Linked DNA regions of Mus musculus: region 2 is linked to region 1. Evidence: chromatin contacts called from public Hi-C data. All regions are on one chromosome and are shown on one strand. The core of a region is the stretch at or near the end of the contact, and the rest is flanking DNA. Distances in the headings are between cores, read along the strand shown.

Region 1 (7,309 bases), core at 2,133-4,632:
GGTGAGATTCTTGTCTCAAAAATAGAACTGCAGCCGGGCAGTGATGGCGCACACCTTTGATCCCAGCACTGGGGAGGCAGAGGCAGGCAGATTTCTGAGTTCAAGGCCAGCCTGGTCTACAAAGTGAGTTTCAGGACAACCAGGGCTACACAGAGAAACCCTGTCTCAAAAAAGAAAAAAGAAAAAAGAAAAAAAAAAAAGAAAAAAAAAGAATTGCTTTCAAGCAAGGTCTTTCTAAGTTGCCCAAGCTGGCCCTAAACTCACTCTTTAGCCCAGGCTGGTCCTGAACTTGTGACTGTCCTGCCTTAGAGTCCTCAGTAGTTAGGATTCTAGGGCTGCACAACCAGGCACAGCTTTTTCCTCGCTTTTCGTTACTCAAGGTCACATGCTGAAACTAGACTTCCAAGTTGTTGTGTGCAAGGAAGGCCCCTCTGTCTCCTCTCACCTATCTACTCTCCCCTACCCAGCTGCCCTCCACAGGACGCTGGGATGGAAAGCTAATACAGAAACCGTCCACCCCATAAAACACACACCCATCTGGCCTTTCGAGGGGTTACTACAAGGACACTGCATACACTTGGAGGCTGTCAAAATGAGGCTCAAGGAACCTAAAAGAAGATGCTGTATTTGAAAACATGCCCATGTTTCATCCTGATGAGGAGACATCAAAGTAAAACAAGCTTGGACCACTTTTGGATGATGGCATCTGAGTTGCCAGAGAGATCTGCTTACCATACTCATTTAGGTAGAGAGTCAAAATCAACACTGCTGTCAGACAGCTTTTGCTGCTAGTCAGTTAGAGCAATCAGAGAAGGCTTGACTGTCTCAGGGAAAAAGAAAACGGAGGACAGACAGACAGATGCAGACACCAGGTCTCTGCTGAGGAGGAGACTCATTATTTTTTGTTGTGAGCCTACCCTTTAACAGCTGAGCCAACTCTCCAGCCCACGTGGAGGGCACTGTAAAGCCCCAGTCCTCCAGGGCCTTATGGTCCTATCAGCAAAGATACTGGACGTAAGGATAGGACAACAAGGAGGCTAGCCACTAGTGATGATTCACTAGTAGCCAGTTACTGCCCTATGGGACTCAATTCATCTTAACTAGGTAGTATGATTAATCTGTCCATTTTACAGGTAGGTGAATGGAGGCACACAGAGTAACAGACATATATATGAACAGTCACTTCCATAGATGAGTTTTAAATGATTTTGATATTCATTCCCACCTGACTCTCAGAACCACAACGAGACAGGCAACATCCCACACAAAATGGCCATGGCAGAACCCCGCGTATCAGGAAGCTCCACCTCTTGCAGGAAGCACCACCTCTTGCAGGAAGGGCATTTAAAGATGGTGGCTATTACAGAGGTGCTGGTTTCCTGTGTGGGTTGTTGGAAAGCCATGAAGGAAGGGCGCTAGATGCAAGCCCAGAGGTGGGCATAAGCAGATGTGAGGCCTCATGCAGACATAAAGGGGACATCATTTCTGATGACGGTAAGAACCAGGGGTGCAAAGGATGATGGGAGGTAGGTACTAAATGCGGGGAAGGAATTGGGAAACAGAACTGTGGGAGCTTGGTCTGGCCACCATGGGAGACAATAATAGCAAGAACATGTGACCTGGTGGCTTCCGAGCACAGTGGAGATTTAGCACGAGGAGCAAGCAAGAGAGAAAACAAACAAACAAACAAACAAACACCCAACTGTCTGATAGAAAGGTAAGATTTGATTAATTGCTGAATAAGTTACTATAGAATGAGTCATATAGAACACATTATTCTATAGCCTAAATTATGATAGCACCTCAGCAATTGTAGAATAAATATAAAAATGAAGATAATGAATGATAACTCTCCAAACTGAAGGGCTGTAATGCTTCTCCAAGGACCCAGGGAATCTCTACCAATAAATGTTCACAATGGAAGTCTGGTCTCTGAGTTGTGTCTAGCTTTCTCTCACTTAATAACTAATCCCAGACTGACTCAAACACCCTCCCGTCAGTGCTAAAAGGGAACGCTTACCTACCACAGTCATTAATAATGCATGGGAGGACGCAGGTTCCTCAGTCGACAGGAAAAGCATAAAGAGACCACACTCTCAAAGAACTATTGAAGGTGATAATGATTCATTGCAGTTAAATGTCTCCAAAATCCCCCCATGGAAAGACTCACCCCATCTCAGCCGTTACTCGGTGAATTCTCTCTCCCCACAGAGCGTCTGTTGAAGCCTTAGCAAGAGAGCTTCGGAAACAGTCTCTTAGAGATGTGCTTGAAGTGAGAGCCCGCTCAGCAAGGCACACCCTGAGTGCTGCACGCTTAGCATCCGTCTAAGAAGAGAAGCCACCCATGGAATGGGGCAGAGGGTGATTACGGGAGGGAATGGAGGGATGGAGCGATTAGCCATTGGGTGCCAAGGTTTTATGGTTGGCATATGATATGCTCTCCACAGGATCCTGTGCTTAAATACTTGGTCCACATGGGGCAGATGTGGGACTAATTCTTAGATGTGGAACACGGCTGAAGGACGTAGGTAAGCAGGCAATCGAGGAAGCTTAGTTAGTTAGCCTGAGCTCCTTCCAGTCTTGCTCTCTGCTTCCACGGGTAAGGGAAAAGCCCCTGTCACTCCCTCCCACTACCACAATGCTCTGCCCAAGCACAGGGGTGCAAGAGACCATGGAACAGACTCTCAGAAACTGTGAGTCAAAACTAAGCCTCACATTCTCTTTACTATTTGGGCCCCAGTAAACTAGAGTTGCTGACGAAAACAGAAGCCAAGAGGCGCGGAACGTTCTCCACAGGTCCCTGTGGTCACCTGGGCAACCCTGTTGGCACCTTGGCTTTGGAATCCTGGGCTCCAGAACAGTTCACACCTGGCAGTCCGAATGCTCTGTCCCGGAGGCACCAGGAAATGAATTACTACACACCTGTGCAAGGCACAACACTGAAGGACAGAGCTGGGCTCGCCAGATGCTTAGGGGAGTTGAGCTTTGACCTCCATCTTGCAAGTCCCTTCCGAAACAGTCTCCGAGACCTGATGTCCTCCTGATCTTTGAAATGAAGGATTTGGGTTGCATGAGCCCCGAAATTGAAACTCTCTTTCCAGTATCCACAAAGACGAGACTAAACCAAGCCCCCCCCCAAAAAAGTAGAACTCGGGGTCCAAACGCTAGAAAGCCATGGTCGAGCAGAATCCGAGGAGAAAGTACAGAGGAAGCATAATTAGCAACGCCGGCTTCGTTTACCATATGCCACACAACAACTCCATCTACACGTCAAATCTGGCCTGCAGCCCTCATGCCACAGCGAGTTAATACAAAGAGACGCAGGGAGCCGCCAGATGCAGAAAGCCACCGCTGAGGGCTGTGCGGAGGAGCTCCATGCAAGGACACTTCCTTTCCTGAGCCTGCTCCAGTCAAGGTCATTCAACCCCAGCAATGGGAAACCCGCTGCACAGAGGAAGGGGAGAAAGAAAAAGAAAAAGAAAGAAAAGGAAAGGCTGGCCTCGAAGGCAGCTCTGGGCCTCAGTCCAGGACACTGGCATGAGAAGCTCAGGGCTGGCAAACAATCCTCACCAGGAAAGAGCAAGAAGAAGTCCCTAGACAAACCTCACTCTGACACACACGCTACCATTGTATCTCCCCCACCCTTAAGTAAATTGTGGCTGTCAAATTACACCCTTTCATTTCTGCTGCTGGTTCATTGAAGAGAGGCTAACAGGGAAAGCCTAGAAACGTTTGTACTTCGTCGAATTTTTTTTTTTCTTCAAATGACCTAATGTTGTGGTAGGAAACTGCTGCTGGCTCATGCTGGGGAGAAACTTAGCCCTGTCAGCATTTAATTATTATTTTAGCACCATTTCTTTACTTTCCTACAGGGAAGAAATAACTTAAATTAAAAAAAAAAGAGGCAACAAACGGTTAGCTTTTAGCCTTAGGAGACAATGTCTTTTGGATCCTGCTTTGTCAAAAATGGCTGGTTCAGGACACGGGCATGTCACAGGGGGTATCAGCTCCAATCTTGCAACATTGAGACCATGACATGGAAATTCTATTCAGCCTGCTAACATGGGGGGATGGCATTATCTGACACCCGCCCATGTTAACATGACCCAGTCATGATAGCCACCTTTCTCAAAGTCCTGCTGCCCCTCCCCCAGGGCTTTTGAATGGACTCCATGGCTCTCCTCTCCTCTTCCTCCTCTCCTTTACTTTCCACATGCATACCAAGTTCCCTCCACTGGGAAAAAGAACAGGAATGGAAAGGGAAGAATGGTGTGGTAGATGTGACTGCCAATCAATCGTGACCCAGTAAGCAATATGGCAGCCAAAAGGCCAGATATCTGGCTATGTTCTCTAAAACTAGTTTATCTTTCACCACCAATGATCTGGTTGGTCACATTATGTACATGGGAGACCATATGTGTACATGTGGCATGAGCCTGGGGGGTCAAGAAGGGGACACCAGACCCTCTGCACCGTGCTAAGGGTGGTGCTAAGTCATCTGATGTGGATGCTGGGAATTGAACTCTGGCCCTCGGCCTGTGTAATATGCCTTTTAACTGCTGAACCATCTCTCCGGGGCCTCTCTCATCTTTAATCGCTTTTTTTTTGTGTGTGTGTGTTTTCATTTTTTTTTTAAATTAGGTATTTTCCTCGTTTACATTTCCAGTGCTATCCCAAAAGTCCCCCATACCCACCCCCACAATCCCCTACCCACCCACTCCCCCTTTTTGGCCCTGGCGTTCCCCTGTACTGGGGCATATAAAGTTTGCAAGTCCAATGGGCCTCTCTTTGCAGTGATGGCCGACTAGGCCATCTTTTGATACATATGCAGCTAGAGACAAGAGCTCCGGGGTACTGGTTAGTTCATATTGTTGTTCCATCTATAGGGTTGCAGTTCCCTTTAGCTCCTTGGGTACTTTCTCTAGCTCCTCCATTGGGGGCCGTGTGACCCATCCAATAGCTGACTGTGATCATCCACTTCTGTGTTTGCTAGGCCCCGGCATAGTCTCACAAGAGACAGCTATATCTGGGTCCTTTCAGCAAAATCTTGCTAGTGTATGCAATGGTGTCAGCATTTGGAAGCTGATTATGGGATGGATCCCTGGATATGGCAATCACTAGATGGTCCATCATTTCGTCACAGCTCAACATTTTGTCTCTGTAACTCCTTCCATGGGTGTTTTGTTCCCATTTCTAAGAAGGGGCAAAGTGTCTACACTTTGGTCTTCGTTCTTCTTGAGTTTCATGCGTTTAGCAAATTGTACCTTATATCTTGGGTATCCTAAGTTTCTGGGTTAATATCCACTTATCAGTGAATACATATTGTGTGAGTTCCTTTGTGATTGGGTTACCTCACTCAGGATGATGCCCTCCAGGTCCATCCATTTGCCTAGGAATTTCATAAATTCATTCTTTTTAATAGCTGAGTAGTATTCCATTGTGTAAATGTACCACATTTTCTGTATCCATTCCTCTGTTGAGGGGCATCTGGGTTCTTTCCAGCTTCTGGCTATTATAAATAAGGCTGCTATGAACATAGTGGAGCATGTGTCTTTCTTACCAGTTGGGACATCTTCTGGATATATGCCCAGGAGAGGTATTGCGGGATCCTCCGGTAGTACTATGTCCAATTTTCTGAGGAACCGCCAGACTGATTTCCAGAGTGGTTGTACAAGCTTGCAATCCCACCAACAATGGAGGAGTGTTCCTCTTTCTCCACATCCTCGCCAGCATCTGCTGTCACCTGAATTTTTGATCTTAGCCATTCTGACTGGAGTGAAGTGAAATCTCAGGGTTGTTTTGATTTGCATTTCCCTGATGACTAAGGATGTTGAACATTTTTTCAGGTGCTTCTCTGCCATTCGGTATTCCTCAGGTGAGAATTCTTTTTTCAGCTCTGAGCCCCATTTTTTAATGGGGTTATTTGATTTTCTGGACTCCACCTTCTTGAGTTCTTTATATATATTGGATATTAGTCCCCTATCCGATTTGGGATAGGTAAAGATCCTTTCCCAATCTGTTGGTGGCCTTTTTGTCTTATTGATGGTGTCTTTTGCTTTGCAGAAGCTTTGCAATTTTATGAGGTCCCATTTATCGAGACTGATCTTACAGCACAAGCCATTGCTGTTCTATTCAGGACTTTAATCGCTTTCTTATAATTGAACTTTCTTTTCTTTTACAAAAATGCCATTTCATCAATGTTACAAGAGATGAGAACCTCGACTCTCTTTTTTTTTTTCCTGCTTTGTGTTTTGTTTTGTTGCAACAGAACTTCATGTAGCCCAGGCTAGCCTTGAACTCTTGATCCTCCTGTATCTCTCTCCAAATTCTAGGATTACAAATGTCCACTGCCCTCTTGGCTAGAAATCCCCAGGACTCCATCTGTCCCTCCTTCCTGATGTAAAGTTCTGTTCTTTGCTAAGCTGGGGACACTGGATATAGATAAGTGACAGCTGTTGAATTCTCAGCAGTTACTGTAAGCGAGCTACAGTGTTTACTGCTGAGGGTCCCATTCCATACAAACCTGGACACAGAGTGGTACCCAAGAGATGATGTGTATGCAGGCAGAAAGCTAATCGCTTATCAGGACATGGAGGGATTCTGGTTAGCAGGACATAATGATGAAAGTGGTCCCTGACTGCTGGTCCAAATGATGTTTTGTGCCACCAATATGCCTGACTTCAACGAGAACTTGAGACTTCCCCCTAAATCCACCTTCCACTACGTCCTGTCTTCATCTCTTCCACCTCAGTAAACGCCTACCTTCTATCCAGGCCTCTGTTTCCCATTTCAACCACCTAGAAAACTTTCTTTGTCTTCCCTATTTCAAACATTCACCTAACACTGGACTAGAAACATTGTTCCCCTGGCCGCCATGAACACAATCTAGCCTCCTTCTGAGCCATTTTGCACAAGCCAGACATGGAATGCTCTGAACCTAAGAGCCTGCCATGCCATTCCCATGCCAAGAAATGGCTTCCCTGGGAGCCAGACTGAATCCAAACTCTCCTAACGCCAACCCACCTGATCACCTCTGGGGCTCCATTCCATTCTCAGATTCACCCATTCATTGTACGCTCACTTCCATAAACAAGCCAAGTCCCTCCCTATGCCCTGGCTGAGGCCTTTGAACTAGCTGTGCTCTTAGCATAGAAGTTCCTCTTTCTACTCCTGCAAAGGATGTTCCTGAATGTGTAAGGCTATAAGTGTGTCCTCAGAGGTGGCCACTAGGAATTATATTCTTCATTGCTTCCTATGACAATCCACTTCTGTTCTTCTTGTTTATTTACTAATGACATAGAATCTCCTT
Region 2 (7,309 bases), core at 2,697-5,196, 270 kb after region 1:
ACACTTGTGGAATCTACAATATGAAAGGTGTTCTGGGAAGAACTTAATTACACAGAAAAAGAAAGCAGAAATCTTTTAGGGTTTGAGCCTCTGCCTTATGGGAACATGTTAGGGTGTCACAGTGAGCAGCTGCTGCTTGAGAGAACCTTTTTGGGGGGATTATAAATCTGTACCTCGACATCAAGGTTTCTTGGGTAGGTAAAACCAGCAGGGAGTTGCTGTCTGAGAAGGTGTGCAATCCATGCAAAAATTAACCCCACCACATGCACTTGTAGCAAATTTCCTCTGTGTTGTGGCTTTCTTTTGAAGTGTGTCATATTTCCATCCATCCCTTGAGAGCATCCATTGGACTTCTTCCATATGCCTAGAGATCCTGAGATTAAGTGACCCCTATCCAGAAGAAGTTCACAGCCTTGGAGGGTAAAAAAAATGAACCGTCAAGTTCAAGAAATAATGAAAAGTGAACAGGTAGCACAAAATGGGAAATTGTAGGCTTAATCCTCATTGTATTTAAGGGGTAAGAAAGCCAGCTGAGGAGCCTCCTGACTCAATCACGATGATTCTGTTTTCCAAAATGCTTGTGTCTGACCATGTCAGCAGGGACAGTGCTGAGCACACTGGGACACAGAGAGTGTCCAGTGCCTGTAGGAAAAACTGTCATACCATTTACTTCCAAAGAAATGTAGCCGGGCTGTGGTGGTGCATGCCTTTAGTCTCAGCCCTTGGGAGGCAGATGCCAGCAGATCTGTGAGTTCAAGGCCAGCCTGATCTATAAAGCGAGTTCCAGGACAGCCAGAGCTACATAGAGAAACCCAGTCTTGAAAAATAAATAAATAAAGTGGGTGGCTTTGTGTTGCTCTTGCTGAAACTTTCTTCATCACTGGCCATCTCCCTACAGGACATACTATACAACAGGGGAAACTGCAGAATTAAGCAGCGCACTCTAACAGTAACTTTAGAGAAAACAGACCATGACGCAATTCGAAAGCAAACGTAAAGCAGAGCATGTGGCTCATACCTATAATCCTAGCACATAGGAGTTAGACACAGGAGGATCAGGAGTTCAAGGCCAGCGTGGTACACATGAGACCCTGTTTAAAGATATAAAACTAACAAAAGCCACATGCGACCTTGCTCTGGCACTGGGGATGTTCTCTTCCTTGCCAACCTTGGAAGCTCCTCACCCTCAGTAGGCTGTCCTCCAGCTTATTCTTGAATTTCTTTCAGGCAAAAGACTATGCAACATTTCAATGTGAAATAAAACTTCGGCAGGCACTAGGGCTCCACGCTCCTCCCAGTAGCCTCACCTGCTGGAAGAGGTGGTGAACAGCCTGTGGCTGCTTTCCATTTCTCTGTCTTTCCTTCCATTCAGACCATTTTCCTCTCTCTGAGGAATGGGAGTTCTTCTGTCCCAGCCACCCGAAATCCCCCTGCACATGACAGGTGTTTGTGGGCAAGGATGCACATGCGCCCATTTCTGCTATTGTTTCTGTGAGTCTCAATGAATATGGCTGGGTGCAGAAAAAGGACCTAGGGTATAAATTTCTAAATGTTAAATACTATGCCTGCTTTTGAAATATTTCTGAAGATGCCTACAGAGCCGTGTGTTAGACAAGTAAACACTATTACCATTTCACAAATTTCAAAGAATCCCTTTTCATGAATTTCACACATCTTTAGTCCTAGGTAAGACATGAAAAACAAGACCATCAAACTTCTCCTTAACTAATTCCCATACTGCATGATTTCATTCTACTGCTGAAGTCTAGTTTCAAAGGTTACTCAATACATACAGTGGCGAACAGTTTGTTTGTTGGTAACTTGTTCCAAATACTGTGTAGAAAATTTCTGTCACTGCACCCTGCCTCACCCCACTTAGCTAATTTTGAGTGTTCTCGACTTCCAGCTTCAAAAGCCATCGTCATGACCCAGGAAACTGTCAGTGGAAAGGCAACTAAGAATGCCAAGGATGGGACTGATTGTGGGGACATTGTGGAGCCTCCTGAATGACCCCACTATTCTCTCTAAAGCAACTCCTTTCCTGTCTATTTCCTCCCTGCCTGGCACAGGGTATTGAAATGTAGTGTCTTACTCATGCTAGGCCACTATTCCACCACCGAGCAATCTGCCCACCTTTCTTTACTTTGAGACAGCATGTCACTAAATTGTCCAGGCTGAACTTGAACTTCTAACCGTACTACCATAGCCTCGAAAGTAGGCTGGAACACAGGCCTGTACCACCTGATACCCATTTTCTTTAACATTTTACAAGGAGTCACATGACTGAAACTCTCAAGTCTGCTGCTGCTGGCAGTGTTAGGGGCATCCTTAGAACCCAGGGGGCCTTGGCCTATTCTTGCCTCCAGGATTTCTGTGATTCTGGAGGTAGATGGCACCCAAAAGCTCCAGGGCTGCACTCTGCCACTAAGCAGAGATGCCACATGCCCTACCTGGGACTACTGTTCAAATTATTAGGCACCCTTGCCCTAACCATCGACTTAGAGGTGTCTCACACTAGAGAGAACCCAGAAATTCTGGCCCTTGAGCAGAACAACACTCTTAACCCGGGTTGATGAGATTGTGAGTGGAGGCCTAGAGCTGCTGCAGGCACCGTGACAGCCTCGGGGGGAGTTGGTCCAAGATCACAGTGAGGCTAAGGCTGAAAGAAGGAAGCCCGGTGGAATTACAGCCAAAGCTAGTCTGGACGATTCAGCAGACAGAGCCAACAGACGCCTTTTCTCACTTAAGGTGAATAAAGTTAAACTGACCACATGTTATACTCAGGAAGGTGACAAGCTGGCTCAAAATTGCATCAAGTTCATATAGGTCACATTGGACAGAGCCACTTTTGAAAGCAGGTGTTGTTAGAGAATGACGGGTGAACCATCCAGTAGTCTGATGGGGACAGAGGCATGGAGAAAGGGAAGGGGCACCTAATTTGAAAAGGAAGGTTCTTCAAAATGTTATCCAGGCTACAATTCTGCCAGGCTGTTAGTAGACTTGAGTTTCAAAAGAGATGGAGTTTTCAATCATAGAAGTTCATTCGTGGTGTAAGTGATAATCAGAAATATATCTAAAATAGAACATACCCCAAATGGCATGGTGGGATAATGGCCCCTTCTGGTCTCCCTCAGATCTCAACCACCCGCACGAAGATCCTGTAGCTCTCAACCCCAGCTAATCCAATGGTCAGGGCCACACAGTATAAACCGTCTCTCTGGTTTAAGATTCTTAAGATCAAGTCCCACACGCTGGGGATAAAACCCTTGTGGTGGTCTAGGAGGCCTACAGGACAGCTGTGTCTGTCTTCTCAGGGTCTCCCTCCTGTAGACAGTATCTCCTCTTCCAAGTCTTCCTAGCAATTCCCTGAAGGCACAGGAGGGTGCTTCCCCCCAGAGTCTCACACACAACTCAAGTCTCTTGAGAAGCCTGCCCCAGGCTCAGTTCATTGTTCCCACTATTTCTCCAAGCCTTATCCAGGTCTCTGCTACACCACGGCACCCTAGAGAAGGCACACTGACCTCAGGTTCCCTGGTTTGCTCACTCACAATTGGCTCTGGAGGCTGGCAGGTAGAGACCACCCATAATGATTCTCACCCCAGGTCAATTTTCCCCCTGGGCTGTGAACTTAAGTGTGAAGTGGGGAATCTGATCTACTTGCTTTCATCACCAATTTGTGGGGTTGAATTGCTCAACAATCCCTAGAATTTTCCTCTATTTGGTTCCTTGCCTCAGCCTTCTCCTTCAGGCCAGCACCTGTGTCTTTGACAGACAATGTCTCCCTTACCTTTGATGCTCTGTGACTTATGTAGAACTCAGGGCAATACCCAGTCCTCTAGAGGCCTCCCCACTACCGGGAGTCCAGACTGCTGCCAGCACAATGATGCTGCCATGGGGCATTTTCTGAGACCTAAAGGGCCATAAACAACACAAAGGAGGAAGTGGTGACTGGCAGAGCTGGCTGGGGACTCTCAAGGCAGCAGGCTCCCTGTCAGTGTTTTCGGCCAACAGCTCTGTGACTGTGGCTTCTAAAGAACTTCCCCTGCATGGCCTGGTTTGTTTTGAGATGGGATCTCACTATCTGGCCCGAGCTGGCTCCAAACTTGTGATCTGTGCCTCGTTCACATTATTCTTTGATTCTCTCTGTGCTTGCATGACTCAATAAGCACATGATTAAGCATTTTATTTAAATAATGCACATGTCTCTGGTAGAACCTGAGGAACTGTTTATTTATGTGTTTGTATGAAACAGTTAAATCAAAATACTAACATTGAGACTAGCTCCACTGAGGAACGAGAGCCTGGACAGGTTGGAGAAAGGGAAGAAGTGGCAGGTATCTTCAATGATGCTCTGTAATTCTAGGGACCTCTGAGGGAGGAGGACACCCCACCCCCTAAGGCTGATCCTGGTTCAGAAAAGCAGAGAAAAGTGTCCTGTTCCACCCCCCCCATTCTTTCTTTAACACTGTTAGAATCCACAGGTTTAAAGTTAGTCACACAAAGGCTTAAAAGTTGTCCCGTGGACTAGCCTGGGAAGGAACTTAAGCTACCACTTAGAGTCAACCTCCCAAACATCCAGAAAGCAACCCATTCTTCGCTAGAGGTTCTACTTCCTTTGTTTCTACCAAGTGGGAAAAATTTGAACCAGCCTGTAGTAAGCGTGCTATAGCATTTATAAGCGTACCTCAAGATAAACCAGGCCACACAGTTAAAGCCACACTCCTGAACAAGCTGGAGCTGGGAGCTCCCCCAGCTCACCCCAGCACTGAGTGAGCTGCCAGCCTGGGGCATCCGGGGAGGCTGGGTCCTGTCACCCTCCACGGCACCTCCTTGTTCCAAGTGTTCACATGAAAGTTGACATTTGCTTATTTTTTTCTGTAGCCAAGGAAAGGCGAACCTGCAAGCCAGGGCTAACTACTCTTCGTCCCCAGCCTTTGAAGCCCATTTCATTTAAGTAATTGGCTTCCCTCACAGGGACCAATTAGAAACCAGGAGGAAAACGGGATTCAGACCTTTCACTAGCCTCTCCGAGACTGAAACCCGGATAGAGCCTGGCTGCTTCTTTACAGAAACAAACATGTGCACATTAGGTCTCATTAAGTCATATGCTAAGGAGATGTAAATATGACCAGTGACATTAAAATATCTCCACGGTCCCTTCCCTCACTGCCACGCTTCGGAGTGTTCAATTCAGCTTGGCGAGGAATATGACCCACCAGACACCAGAGATTCCACTTTGCTTGGAGGGAAGCAATGGAATATAGTCTTTAAAAAGGGTAGCCAGGAAGATCCAAGTGGCTGCCAGAGTGGTCCCCTCCTGCCGTTTTACTCTCTAACTTCTCGTCACTACTGTGACTTCCATGAGGCTTGCATTATACTCCTAGGGTTAAATGGCCTGGGCCTGGCATGGTTAAAAGCATGAGTTTTAGCATCTAAGTCTGTGCGCTGTCTAAGAGACCATGAAGAGTCACTCCAGCGCTCTCTGAGTCCCTGCCTCTTCAACACACATGGGGGCGGTGGTAACGGCCATGACCAGGTGCTGCAAAGAGTAGGTAAAACTCAGAGAACATCTTATCTAGTATGTTGTATGACAACATCATGGTAGGACAATTCACGGAGAACCTAGTGCCTTTACTTGCAAGGCCAGCCTTGCGGAGCAGCAAGCAATCACCCCTGTGCTGCTTAAATAGAAATGATCCTCACAGGCCCATAGAGAGTGACACTGTTAGGAGGCGAGGCCTTGTTGGAGCAGGTGTGGATTTGTTGGAGGAGCTGTGTCAGTAGGGATGGGCTTTGAGGTCTCAGATGCTCAAGCCATAGCCAGCGTGGCAATCTCTTCCTGCTGCCTAAGGATCCAGGGGTAAAACTCTCCTTCTCCAGCACCATGTCTGCCTGCATGCGCCATGCGTTCTACCATGATGATTATGGACTAAACCTCTGAAACTGTAAGCCAGTCCCAATTAAATGTTTTTCTTTATAGGAGTTGCTGTGGTCATGGTGTCTCTTCACAGCAGTGAAAACCCTAAATAAGTGATGCCGGTGGAGAGCTCCCGTGGGCCTTTTAACTAATCGGTCAGCAATCTGTAACTATTCTCAGGGGCCACAGGAAGCTCACATTGTTCAGGAGCTTGAGGAGCTCTGTGGATTAGATGGCAGATAAAACTGTGTGTCAGTCTTCCACTGCTCTAATGAAATGTCCGTGAAAGCTGACTTAAAGGGAGGTCTCAGGAAGTCTCGGGCCATGGTTGCTTAGGATATGCCAGCTGTAGGCCTGGGCTAGCCCAGCACTGTGGCAATGCATGTGGAGTGTGGGGAGAGGAGGCTGTCCACCTCAGGGCAGTTGAGAAGCCAGGAGAAAAGGAGGGAGGGCAGGAAGAAGAGAGGGAAAACGGCACAAGGCAGCAACTGTCAGTAAGCACCTTGTGGCCACAGCCCCCACTTCCTCCACATTCCCAAAGGACAAACACAGGACCCCACGGGCTAGCTTGTGCAACATGTTTGCTAATTCCAGGGACCTTCTTCGCCTTCTGTTAAGGACCATGCTTTCCACATTTGTCCTCAAGAGAGCCATGTTTCTGGCAGCATCCCATCCCTTTTGAAAAAAAACTTAGAAGGATTTGAAGGATTGGAGAACTCAGGCTCCCTGCAAGAGGCCATATACCACAGGCTCACATACGGAAGCAGGGGGTCCCAGGAGCACGAGGGCCCAAACAAGGGGCTGTGCTCCTGAGCACGGGGAGCAGCATGAGTTTGAGCAGACGTCTGTGGGCTCTCGGGGCCCTCAGTTCTCTGCACTGATGCAGGTGGATTCAGATGAGGGACTCGGTAGGTGGCAAAACCCTTTTGCCTTCTGGCTGGAAGGTTCTGGAGAACCCAGAGATTTAAGTAATCAGCACAGCAGCTTCCTGTCACTGTGGCCCCATAACTTATTAAACAAACAAGCGAAACGGTCTAAGCTAGGGAAATGGCTCAGTGAGCGGGAGGAAGCCTTTGCAGCGCAAACCTGGTGACCTTAAGACCTGAAAGCACACGGGTGCTGCCCAAGCGCCTCCCACCCCTACCATGCGTATACACACACTAATAATATTAATAAACTTAATGGTTCACATGAATATCTATTATTAATTAATATTATTATAAATAAGTTAATTTAGCTCTTACTTGTGGAGGCTACTGACTCTGGCAAGAGAGCCCTGCTGACTGCATCAGTCAGAGTAATGACAGAAACACGAGGGAAAGGAGGGGCGTGTGAGGGAGATGGGGAATCAGTGCGAAGGGTGGGATTGGCAATGATCTCACACTAGGCTCA

What was found. A called contact is a pair of places that touch in the nucleus more often than the background predicts.
Region 2: a contact with region 1 is called in a Hi-C map of bone marrow-derived macrophages, with 20 read pairs. The contact joins two enhancer-like sites. A contact is called at or near these places in 1 of 484 Hi-C or Micro-C datasets (bone marrow-derived macrophages) and 1 of 115 datasets of contacts at active chromatin or transcription factors (microglia).

Annotation. Positions count from the first base shown.
Region 1 is chr12:99,515,954-99,523,262 of GRCm38.p6, forward strand. It overlaps a transcript of Foxn3 not described here. Among named protein-coding and RNA genes, the nearest start is that of Gm26839, 44 kb to the right of the region's middle. Within about 2 kb of position 3,383, at least 52 of the 459 cell types and tissues checked have an H3K27ac peak or open chromatin away from gene starts, as enhancers often do. A contact at or near this core is called in bone marrow-derived macrophages, where this site is marked.
Region 2 is chr12:99,785,810-99,793,118 of GRCm38.p6, forward strand. The region is part of intron 5 of Efcab11 (EF-hand calcium binding domain 11); the gene reads right to left. Among named protein-coding and RNA genes, the nearest start is that of Efcab11, 94 kb to the right of the region's middle. Within about 2 kb of position 3,947, at least 98 of the 459 cell types and tissues checked have an H3K27ac peak or open chromatin away from gene starts, as enhancers often do. A contact at or near this core is called in bone marrow-derived macrophages, where this site is marked.